Regions from separate parts of the Mus musculus genome. Here region 2 is linked to region 1. Evidence: chromatin contacts called from public Hi-C data. All regions are on one chromosome and are shown on one strand. Each heading gives the region's core, a stretch centred on a gene start, on an enhancer-like site or on the middle of the called end of the contact. The rest is flanking DNA. Distances are from core to core; before and after follow the strand shown. Region 1 overlaps E130308A19Rik (RIKEN cDNA E130308A19 gene). Region 2 holds the start of Inip (INTS3 and NABP interacting protein).

The links. Hi-C and Micro-C count contacts between places; a contact is called where the count stands out from the background.
Region 2: a Hi-C map of large pre-B cells shows a contact between it and region 1, with 1.7 times the contacts expected there. The contact joins the promoter of Inip here to the enhancer-like site in region 1. A contact is called at or near these places in 1 of 39 promoter capture datasets (macrophages), 1 of 484 Hi-C or Micro-C datasets (large pre-B cells), 4 of 115 datasets of contacts at active chromatin or transcription factors (embryonic fibroblasts and embryonic stem cells) and 2 of 9 other capture datasets (adipose tissue and liver).

Annotation. Positions count from the first base shown.
Region 1 is chr4:59,745,227-59,750,967 of GRCm38.p6, forward strand. All of the region lies in intron 3 of E130308A19Rik (RIKEN cDNA E130308A19 gene), which reads left to right. Among named protein-coding and RNA genes, the nearest start is that of Inip, 36 kb to the right of the region's middle. Within about 2 kb of position 2,180, at least 7 of the 459 cell types and tissues checked have an H3K27ac peak or open chromatin away from gene starts, as enhancers often do.
Region 2 is chr4:59,781,390-59,787,130 of GRCm38.p6, forward strand. It overlaps Inip (INTS3 and NABP interacting protein), which reads right to left and starts at 2,466. Exons shown (of 5, transcript NM_001013577.1): 1 at 2,339-2,466; 2 at 865-945. The coding sequence starts at 889.

The DNA.
Region 1 (5,741 bases), core at 930-3,429:
ATTCTGCTATACACAGAGCTAAGTGTCTTGCTTAACCATCTGCCGAGAGGCTTTCTCCTACAGCAGATGGGAATAAATAAATACAGAGACCTACACCCAGGCCTTATGCAGAGAGTGAGAGAGACCTTGGAACACTCGGCCCTAAATGGGTTATCTCCATCAAATCCCTCCCCTCAGAGATCAGAGAACCCTGAAGAAGAGGCAGAAAGAGTGTAAGAGCAAGAGGGGACTGAGGACATCAAGAAAACAAGGCCCTCTAAACCAACATGATCAAAAGCTCATGCAAAGACTATGGCAGCGTGCACAGGTCTGAGCCAGGTCCCTGCATGTGTGTTACAGCTTCCAGTTTAGTGGAAATCCTGAGGGTGCACATGAGTGGTCTGTGATTCTTGTGCCTTCCTGTGAGCTTTTCCTTCTGGTCCTTGTCCATCTCCAATGTGTTACTTTTTGTTCTGTTATATTTTATTATTATCCCTTGGAATCCTGTTTGTTTTCTAAAGAGGCAGAAAGAGGGTAGATCTGGTTGGGAGGGGAGGTAGGGAAGGACTGAGAGGATTGGAGAGGGGAAACCATAATCAGATATGTTATGTGACAAAAAAAAATCCATTTTAAATAAACGGAATCAGCTCAAGGTATGTAAATAGTTTAATTGCATCTCTCAAGTATATGGTTAATGTTCAATGAGGGTGAGCCTGTGGCTATAGAATATTAAGGAGCTGATTATGGTCACTTGGTCTCACAGTGTTTTCTGAGTCCATCGCCCCACAGGCTCATTGAGAAAATATAAATCAGTTAAGCATCAACTTTAATTCTCAGCAAACTCTGAACTCCAAGGGTTACTCCTGGTTTACATATGAAAATAGTTCATCTATAATTTGAGGATTTTATACATAAGACCACTGATGTCTTTTCTCCCCCAGTTGGCTGTATAGAACCTTCTGACACTATGGAAACTAGCCAGCAGGGAAGAGGTTTTCTGGTCAGTCATAAACTTATTTCTTTCTATCTGGCAAGTAAGTGGTCTCTTCAGCTGTATGTCCTTATCACATTATAATGGGCACCAAAGGATGCTGCCTGGAGCCGCGGGTCCTCTAGACCTAGGACTGTGCTGACCAGAATGACTCAGAGTGCTCATTCTGCCATTTAGATTTTCATGTAATGGTGCATTATTCCTGGGCCTGCTCCCCAAATGTTAATTAATAAGCCAGGTAGTAGTGGCACACACCTTTGATCCCAGCACTCAGGAGGCAGAGGCAGATGAATCCCTGGGTTTGAGGCCAGCCTGGTCTACCAAGGAATTCCAAGATGGCCAGGACAACACAGAGGAACCGTGTCTCAACCCCCACCCCCACGAACAAACAAATTTAAACAATAGAAGATATGTATATAATCAAATATGGAGGAGTAAAAAATGCAGCAAAAGTAGTTTTTATAGGAAAAATATAGGTTACTCTAAATGTTTATGTTATGAATAAAATACAAATATAAAAGGTATAAATCAATCAATAAATATGATGTTGAAATAACTTGAAAAGCAGGTCTGGGTTGGGCCTGGTGGCACACATGTAGTTTCAGCACTTGGGAGACTGGGGCCAAAGGATTGTGGCAAGTTCAAGGTCAGCCTCAGCCACGTAGTGAGTTCCAGTCTTCCCAGGCCTACTTCAAACATTCTGTCCCCCCAAAAAACAAAACAAATTAAAAAAAAAAAACAGTTTTAGATTCAGATGACAAGATAACAATTTGCAAGCAAGACCGGAAGACTTTCTGGAACGTAGCATACAGTAAGGTTATGCCTGAAAAGTGGGGTAAACTGGGTGTGGTGGTTCGTGCCTTTGCTGCTACACTGCGGAGACAGAGGCAGGATGATTGCGAGTTAAAGGACAGCCTGGAGTTTATAGTGAGACACTGCCTCATTTTTTTTTTAAGAAGAAAAGAAAAGGAATTAAGATTAAACAATATAAAAGAATGTAAAATGCCAAAAGCAGTAACAAGGGGCATATTACTGCCAACCTTACGAAAACCCAGAAAGGATTCTGTGAAGAACCACGTGCCAGACAGGGGAACGTAGATCAGAGGAACCAATTCCTAGGAGGATTCAAAAGAAGCAACTGCAAGAAAAACCACCCTCATAGCTTCCTTTGCCCTGGAGATCAGTCCCACCCTCTTGACCTTGTGGGCTGGCTCCCTGTGCGGCACTGCTCAGGGACAGGGACACAGCTGCAGCCCTTTCCTGTGTCAGCCATCTCTCACCAACAAACTTGCTGCTATTCTGCCTAAAATGCCTTCTCTTCTGTGAGTGTATTCGGAAACATTCTATGTGGTCTCACAGAATGAGTCCAAGTTCTGTCTCTGCCATTCCTAAACTCCGTCCCCCCTGTCACCTGGGTCCCATGGCCTTTGCATCTGTATTACAGTTCTGTGTTAGTTATGTTTCTGGTCGCCATGACCAGTCCCACACAAGGAGCCACTTGATGTAGAAAAACGGTAAGGAATGGTATCAGGGCAAGAGGCTTCTTATTTACAACTGAGTGAGTCAGGGCAGAGGAGTCCCCGCCCCTTTTTTCCCCTATTTCTGAGCCCCTGCCTTCATTTCTGGCATATGTGGTGCTGGGGACAGAATCCAGAGCTTCTGCATGCTGGGCAAGCAATAGACCTATTGAACTCCATTCCCAGCCCTCCTGTCCCCCTTTTTGATTCAGTCCTGGACCCCATGATTGGTGCTGCCTACAATGCCCTAGAAACACCTACACTAGTGCCCTGGCGTCCCTTAGTCCAGCTGAGGAGGAAGGTTAGCCACTGTGCTTTCCAGTGGAGGGATCTTCTCAGATTGCCTGCCACTGCCTCACATGGTCCCAAAGCTCCTTAAAGACGAGAGCTGCACAAATTCATGACCAGGTCCCCACCAGCACCAACAAGAAGCCGGAGTAGCTCGCCATCGGGGTTTGTGCTGACGAACGTGTCATGTCAATGACTTAATCTGAGTATCAGGAGCACTCCACACACATAGAACATTTTTCTTGGTTTCCATGAAATACTACACGCTTAATAAGGCAGTTCCAGAAGCATCGACCCACACAGGGTGTATTGCTTGCAATAGAAGAAGCAGCGCATTCTGGCCTGTTTCCAGACTTGTCAAATATTTCCCATTCCCAAGGTGTCTAGTCTCTTAAAAAAATTGCAAAAAGTAATTTTACTTTAACTATTGAGAGTCAGCTTACTGTGTCATATGGAGAAAGGCTGGCAGCAGCTTATAAACTTGGCTTCTGTCATGTAAGGATGACTGTGACTAATAGCTGTGACCTAGCAAGGCATGGCGACCCACACATGTAATCTCAGCATCCTGAACCGCGGAACCGCCTGGAAAAATACAGCCTTGACTGGCTTGTGCTACCTGCTACGTACCCCAGGCTGCCTGAGATCAGAGGGAGCTGCCTCCGTATGTAAAGTGTACATAATATAAAAGTGGACACTTGGACTTCTTTTTAATGTAATTTTTTCTACTTTTTTGAGGTTCCACACATAATATTGTGCTTATCATTTCCATCTCTCCTTACTGTGATTCCTCTCACCCCCTGCAACTCCTGTCATGTTCCAACTCCATCTCAAATTCATGACGTCTTCTCTAATTATTGGTGTGTGTGTGTGTGTGTGTGTGTGTGTGTGTGTGTTTTCTATGTGTCTATATTAGGAAACTCTGTGGTCTCACAAAATGGACTCAAATTTTGTACCTTTCTTTCACACACACATGTATATTACACACACATACATGATCTGCTGAGTCCATTTAGTGTTGCGTCTATGTGCATGTGTTAAGGACTGACACGTGGACCTATCTTGGAGCTCATCTCTAGAGCAGACTGATTCTCCCTCTCTCTGCAGCCATTTGTTGCCTGTAGCTCTTTTTCTAGGGGTGGGACCTTGTAGGATTTCTCCCATCCATGAGGTCTCCTTTAGAAGACCATTTATAAATGTGAGATTTCATGGGTACAGCTTCACTGTCCTATACAGAAGTACTACTTATCTCACAACAGACGCCCTGACCTCTGGCTCTGAGAATCTTCCCTTGCTCTTTTCCACGATGTTTCCAAAGCCTAAAGGGTAGAGACTGTATTGTATACATGTCACTTGGGGCTGGGGACCCCACAGGCAGCTCTCCCATTTTGTGGATTTCCGTGATGGTCTTCATCTGCTGCAAAGAGAAGCTGTTTTGATAAGGGATGAGAGATATGCTTAGCTGTGGCTATAAGGATAAGTATGTAGGCTGTGGTTAGAAATTACACTGGTTTAGGAAAATCACAGTAGTAGGTTCTCTGTGGGGTCCATGACCTCAGTAGCCATGGGTCATCAGCCATGGCTTTACATGGGTTTACAGCAGCAGGCATAATTCTCTCCCAATGATCTGGCATTAACTCCAGTTAGACACTCTTGTTACTTACCAGATAGAAGTGCCACTGCTGCACCCTTCAGATTCTTTGCCATGATGGTCGGCATTGAATTGTTCATTCATTTCTATTTTCATCCTTCCAAATAGAAACTCTGTATCACTAAATAATATAAAATAACACAGCTCTCCTTCCCTCTTTGCCCCAGCCCTGGCAACTGCTCCCCTGCCATCTGCCTGGGACTCTGCTTACTCGGGGTTCTGTCGATTAGGCGAGTCTTCACTGCGCTTTATGACTTACTTGTTCTCTGTGTCTGAAGTGGGAAAAGTGAGCTTTATTTAGCATAACATTTGAAGATTTCTTTTTTTTTTTTTTTTTTGCTGAAGAAAATACCATGCAGATGTATGTGCCTCATTTTGTTTATTTACTTACCTACTGGTGGGCACTTACGTTTTTTCCACACTTTGGTCATCATGGAAAACACAACAGTAAAACTTTATACATCATTTTGTTGTTGTTTGGGCATACACTGTCAGCCCTTTGGTGTATATGGCTTAGATCGAGGGAACGGGCGGTTTCCAAAGCAACTGCACTGTTTTCCATTCCCATAAAGGCGTATGAGTGTTCCAGTTTCCTTCCATACCAACTCATATTTGTTATCATCTCTTTTCTTTTTCCTAACTCCAATCATCCTACTGAGGCTGAGCACAGTTCCATTTGGTTTTAATTTCTCTGTGCCAGAGGAAAAGACGTGCACACTAAACAAAATAAAATCATTCAGACTACATAGATTTTCAAACTAATGCACATTAAGCATGCAGTGTTCGTTCCTCTCACTTTATGTTGGCCTTGTTCTGAATATTCTGAAGGCTACCTCTATGCTTTTTCTCTTCCTATCAGACTTGACAGGACTTGATCAACTTGGTAGGTCTTGCCAGGCACACACCTTTAATCCCAGCATTTGGGAGGCAGAGGCAGGCGGATTTCTAAGTTCGAGGCCAGCCTGGTCTATAGAGTTGAGTTCCAGGACAGTCAGGGCTACACAGAGAAACCCTGTCTTGAAAAAAAATAAAAAAGAGACAAGCAAACAAAACTCGATAGGTCTTTTCAAAGGTTGATGTTTCCCCTTTGTCCTTTATTAATTTAGACTTTTGTTTTTATTGGCTTATTTTACTATTTATGAATTTGATCTACTTTTCTAGCTTTTGGGATATGTAATCAGTTTGTTTACCGAGAATTTGTTTTGTAACAAATTATTCCAGTTTATGTTATCAGAAAATATTTAACAATAATATATTAACTATTAATATTATAATATAGTATAATACATCCTATTATTTATATCTAATTGTAGTCTAG
Region 2 (5,741 bases), core at 1,216-3,715, 36 kb after region 1:
AAAAAAAAAAAAAAGAATCTGGCCATACTTGTAAGCCTAAGCAATTAAGAGGTTGACACAAGTCCAAGACATAGCCCTCAGAAAGCTAAAAACACGTGAATACATTTTTATTTCAACAAAACATTTTTTAAAAATTTCCTTAACAGCAACTTGTACCTAACCTGATTTGATTAAAAACGTAACAGGTGAAATGACTGAAACTTTTATAGCAATGAAGATAAAGGCATGGTTATTATCTGACAACGGTTTTAAAAGCAAGAAAACAGATGCCAGAGGATACAGTTTATGATGTGGGCTGGGGAGGTGGTTCAGTGGTTAAGCACTTGTTCCCAAAAATCATGAGGACCAGGGTTTAGATCCCGAGAACCCACATATATGTAGCATAATTTCAGCCTTGGAAGGCAGAGAGGGGAACGGTAGAGAAAGCTGGCTAGCGAGAGTAGCCAATGGGCAAGCCCTGGATTTGACTGAGAGACCCTGCCTCAATGAATTAGGTGCAAAGTGCTGGAAGATGATCCTCGATGTTAACCTCTAGTCTCCACATGCACGCCCACCCCTACACACACATGCACCCATACACATGCAAACATGCAGATACACAGATGCACGCTATACAAAAGTAAATAGAAGGAAAAAAGTTTACGATGTGAATCACTAATCTTGACAGGTTAAAGTAAAGAATTAGTAATGTTAAAAAATATGTTGCTAATACAGTGCTAAACTGATTTTAAATTGGGAGATTCCACTTTGCTATTCATAATTCTGGATGCAGTAACTGCTCTATACTAAATTTTCTCTACCTCAAATATATTTACTGTATGGGAGAACGTTCCTAGTAATAACAGAAGTCCCAGCATGCATTACCTTGTCCTGAAGGATTTGCTGCCATCTTCCTATTCTGGGTCAATTATATTCAGTGGCCACTGATCAGGACTTTACAATCATCTGTAAAAAAATTTTTGTGCACACATAAAATGCACTGGCCTTAAATTACAGACTCAAAAAAGAACAGCTAGGCTGAGTTTGGTTTCTTAGTCTCTTAAGAAAGATACACGTAAAAAACACAGACTTAAATCAGAAATTTAGCTCTGCAAATTCCTCATGCACTTCATTAAATGAACATTTTTTTTTTCTAGGACTTAAGTTGTTAATACCAACATTTAGCATAACTTTTAATTTACATCATCAAGATGTATTTACCAAATATATCAACCTTTTGTAAAGTATCCACATAATCAGTGCTAGGAAGAAAAATAAAATTCTATAAAAAGCACTCTCCGTTCATTTAAAAAACAAATTCCAGCATTTGCTGTGCTGGTGAAAGAAAGAAGGAAAGAAAGAACCAACCAACCTAACAAGTATCTACTCTGCGCCATATATTGTGTAAGATGTGTCCCCAAAAATGTTTTTTAATGAGCATTTTTATGTACGTGGAGGCCAACAGTCACAAAACTAGTAAGGAAACCTGGACTCCTGGTTCCTTTGTGTGTGTGGTGCATGTGTGAGCAGGGCAGGAAAAGGCATCAGATGCCTTGTGCTATCACTCTCTACCTTCTTCCCTTGAAAACAGGGTCTCTCACTGAGCCCGGAGCTAGGCTGCCACCCTCACCGATCCTCCGTCTCTGCCTTCCCTCAGCTCTGGGGTGCAGGTGTCTGTCTTCGGCCATGGATGCCGGGAGATTCCAACACAGACCCTAATGCTTGGGCAAGTGCTCTTACCGGCTGAGCCACCTCTCCAACCCCAAGCCTGCTCATCTCTAAGTTTAGAAATAAAAGTTTTGCATTTGGCCACGCCGGAATCACAAGACAAACTCCTCGACCCTTGAGTTTCATTCAAGTAATCACACGGGATTGGGGATGGAGGGGGCGGGGGAAGGAAAACTAATTTAACAAATGTGCTCTTTAAAAACGTGACCGCGCATAGCGGTAATTCCAGCCCTCTGGAAGATGAGGCAGAAGAACCCCGAGTACCCGGCCAACCAGGGCTACACAGCCCGACCCTGACTCAAAACAAAACAAGGCGCGAACGGGATTGCGGAAGTAGAGAACTATTGTTGAGCGAAGACACGAGCTCTAAGCAGATGCCGGGTGGAAAGGACTCGCGTCTCCCACGGCTGGGGCTGGAGCACGGCATGGGCGAAGCCGAGCTCGTACCGAAGGCTATCAAGGCCACCCTGAGAAAGGGTCAGGGTGACCCAGGAGTCCCCGCCCGCGCGCGGGGTGGGCGAAACCCAACGGGAAGTGAGAAACCCTCGCACACTATGCCGCGCGAGGCCGCTGCCCCGTGGCCAGCGTTCGGGCCACCCTTCTCTTGGCGTCACCAGTCCTTTTTACTTACCCGGAATGCGAGGAGCCTGGAGAAAGCTCGCTGTCCGGTCGCAGCCGTGCAGGGGGGCGCGCCCACGCAGAACCCGGCGAGAGTGCAGCAATGCACCGCGCTACAACCTTCCCGCCGGCACCAACTTCCGCCTCCTGACTGACGGGCCCCCTGGAAGCGGAAGTCCCGCCTATCGACTGGACGCAACGGACGCTACCCCAAGTGATTCGTAGTTTAAGCGTTTCTTCGGCCGGAAAGGGTTTCCCTTCCGAAGAATGACAGTCGAAGAGGCTCACGGGAGATGCAGGCCGTACAATTGGGGGCGGAGCCAAACGCTGATTGGCAGGAATAGAGCAGGGTCCCTAGCACCTAAATTGATTCTTTTTTTTTCCCCTTCAGGTTTGCAGGAGATTAGCTGTCTGTCTGTCTGTCTGTCTGTCTGTCTGTCTGTCTGTCTGTCAGGATTTATTTAACCCTGATGTTAATCCACTTCAGTAGAGCTTCAGAGGGAGGTTGAGCACACTTTCAGGTTTTAACAACCATCCCAGGAATATTTTTGTTGTTTACCGTCTGAGTCAATAATTATACACAAGGTGAGCACTAAATAGGTACAAGTTTTCACTAGTGTGCATAATCTGAATTTTAAAAATGAAAGTGTCGGCTGAGAGCAGTGAGGCATGCTTTTGATCCCAGCACTCTTGGAGGCAGAGACGGATCTCGGATCTCTCGAAGTTTGAGGCCATCCAGGTCTGCATAGCAAACTCCAGGACAGTCAGGATTACACAGAGAAACCCCCGACTCAAAAGCAAACAAACAAAAGAGTGAACGCCACACCAAGATGCTACTGGAAGTTACCCTATGCTGCATAGCCTCACGCTAAATCCAGACGTTTACCTTAAGACGTAAAAGCGTTTGCCAGGCGGTGGTGGCGTGGGGGGGGGGGGGGGGGGGCAGAGCCAGGCATAGCTCTATGAATTCAAGGCCAACCTTCAAAGCGAGTTCCAGGACAGCCAGGGCTACCCAGAGAAACCCTATTTGCAAACAAACAAACAAATAAACAGAAATGCAAAAGACATAAATATGTTTTAAGGTGTATTTGTTCTGTGATTATCAACCACTCTCCACAACTTGCACCTGTGCTCTTAATTAATATTTGGGATGTTGGAGATGTAGCTAAATTGGTAGAGTCCTTGTCTAGGACACAGGAGGCCCTGAATTTGATACCTCACACCACATAAAATTGGGCATGGTAGTGTATACTTCTTAATCCAGCCTTGGGAATTTAGTGGGAAGAGGATCTTTTGTCCAAGGTATGTAGCTTGAACAAGGAACATAGCAAGTTTAAGGTCAGTATTGACTACTTAAACCTTATTTCTAAAATAATAATTGATGTTTGCTAATGTTTACAATGCACAGTCCAGGACTGAAACAGTAAGTTCAATACCAAAGATTTACTTAGTTCACAGAAAAAAAAAATTGTTGCATGTTTTCCACGTGCTAGGTGCTTGCTCTACATTAGTTTATGCCTTCCTGTGATTTGTATATGGGAAGCAGAGGTGTTACTACATTGTATCCAGCAATGAGCTGAGCTAAAACCCCAAAACTCTACCAAATTCTTAACTTCTGAATATTGTCTTTGCCCTAGAATAGCAGTTTTCAACTTGTGTACAGGGATAACATATAAGGTATCCTTCATATCAGATATTTACACTATGATTCATAACAGAAGCAAAATTACAGTTATGAAACAGCAGAGAAAATAATCTTATGTCTGGAGTCACCACAACGTGAGGAACTGCATTAAAGGGTCAAAGTATTAGGGATTCCTCTGGAACCAGCTCATTGTGATTCCCCACCCCACCCCACCCCCGTTGAGACAGGGTTTTGATACACAGAGGCTGTCCTTGAACTCACTTTGTAGCCCAGGCTGCAGATGGGAAAACTCCTGTCTCAACTTCCTGAATGCTGGCACTTACAGGCCTGAGCCTTCACATCCAGTTCCAGTAACTAATGAAAATATAAAGCATGTTGGTAATAAAGTTTGAGTCTCTTCTGTGATCTGCTGGGAAAACACAGCTTTATTCAAGCTTTAAAATCCTAACAAATTCTTTCAGTTAAAAGGTCCTGGTGAGGCCGAGGCTGACTTAAAAAATAAATAAGATCTCTATTCTTAGGAGAATTTTTTTTTTCCTGTTGCGCAAGTAGTCAGTGCAAGAACCAGGGCACAGGAATCTCTTTAATTCCCAAACGGGGGAAATAAAAGGGTTAACAGCTGAAAATGTTTACTCCCCTGATCATGACCTCGTGAATACATACATCTTACTATTATAACTGCCTACACAGTAGTTAAAATAATAACACATTAAAATAGTGGGCATTCTAAAAGAACATTGTTTAAGGAGTGGAAGAAAGTTCCTCTAAAACAATTCGTAGTTCCCTGACCAGTTCAGTATGACTAAAAAGGGGGAACATGATCAGCAGAAAGATAAATTTTACTCATGGCCAATTGTTTTGCCTTTGATTTTTGTGACTAGTAACCCTTGAAATCATTTTGTTTTCTCCTTGAGAGTTCTTGGAACTTCTATAGGCCAGTCAGGGCTGCATAGGGAGACCCTGTCTCAAAAACAAGGGGAGGGAGGTATTGTGAACTTGTATAACCAAAAGGAGCCTGAACCATAGAACCACCCAGGAGACTATTTGTGCATTCTCTTTTCTTTCTCCTTTCTCTTATTATGTCACGCAGGCTATTCTCAAGCACGTGGGCTTAAGTACTACTACTGACTCAGCTTCCAGAGGAGCTAGGCCTAGGATGTATGAACCATTGATTAGAGGTATCTCTTTGTTTGTTTGTTTGTTTTAATTTTATGTGTTTGAATGTACAGGTGGAAACCTGGGTCCTCTGGGAGAGCAGCAAGTGTTTTGTTGTTGTTGTTGTTGTTGTTGTTGTTGCTGTTTGTCTGCTTGGTTGGTTTTTGGGATATTGTTAGCCTTGGAAGAGGATCATCTAGGTAAGAGAAAATGGCCTGATTCCTTTAGAATGAATTATCTTCAAGATATTTTCTCTACAAAGATAGCTAGCAGGTTTGATGAGAGAGAGGGGCAGCGAGGCGGGGGAGGCACTCATCGATCTGTCCGGTAGATGGCAGCAAAGAGCGGAGCACGGGACAGTATGAGAGAACTGACAGTTTTACCAGATAAGGAAAGATGAATAGTTTGGAATTGATGGTGAAGGTATTGGATGTTGGTCGCCTAAGGATTATACCTGTAAGTGGGTACTGGTATCCAAACTTTTTACTCTCTCTCTGCATCCCCATGCCTGGCTGTGTGATAATATGTGGTTGGACTTGAACATCTCCTGCTTTGCATGAAGACAAGGAAAGTAGATACATGGCTATATGCTACTAGCTGCCATGCATCCTCCATT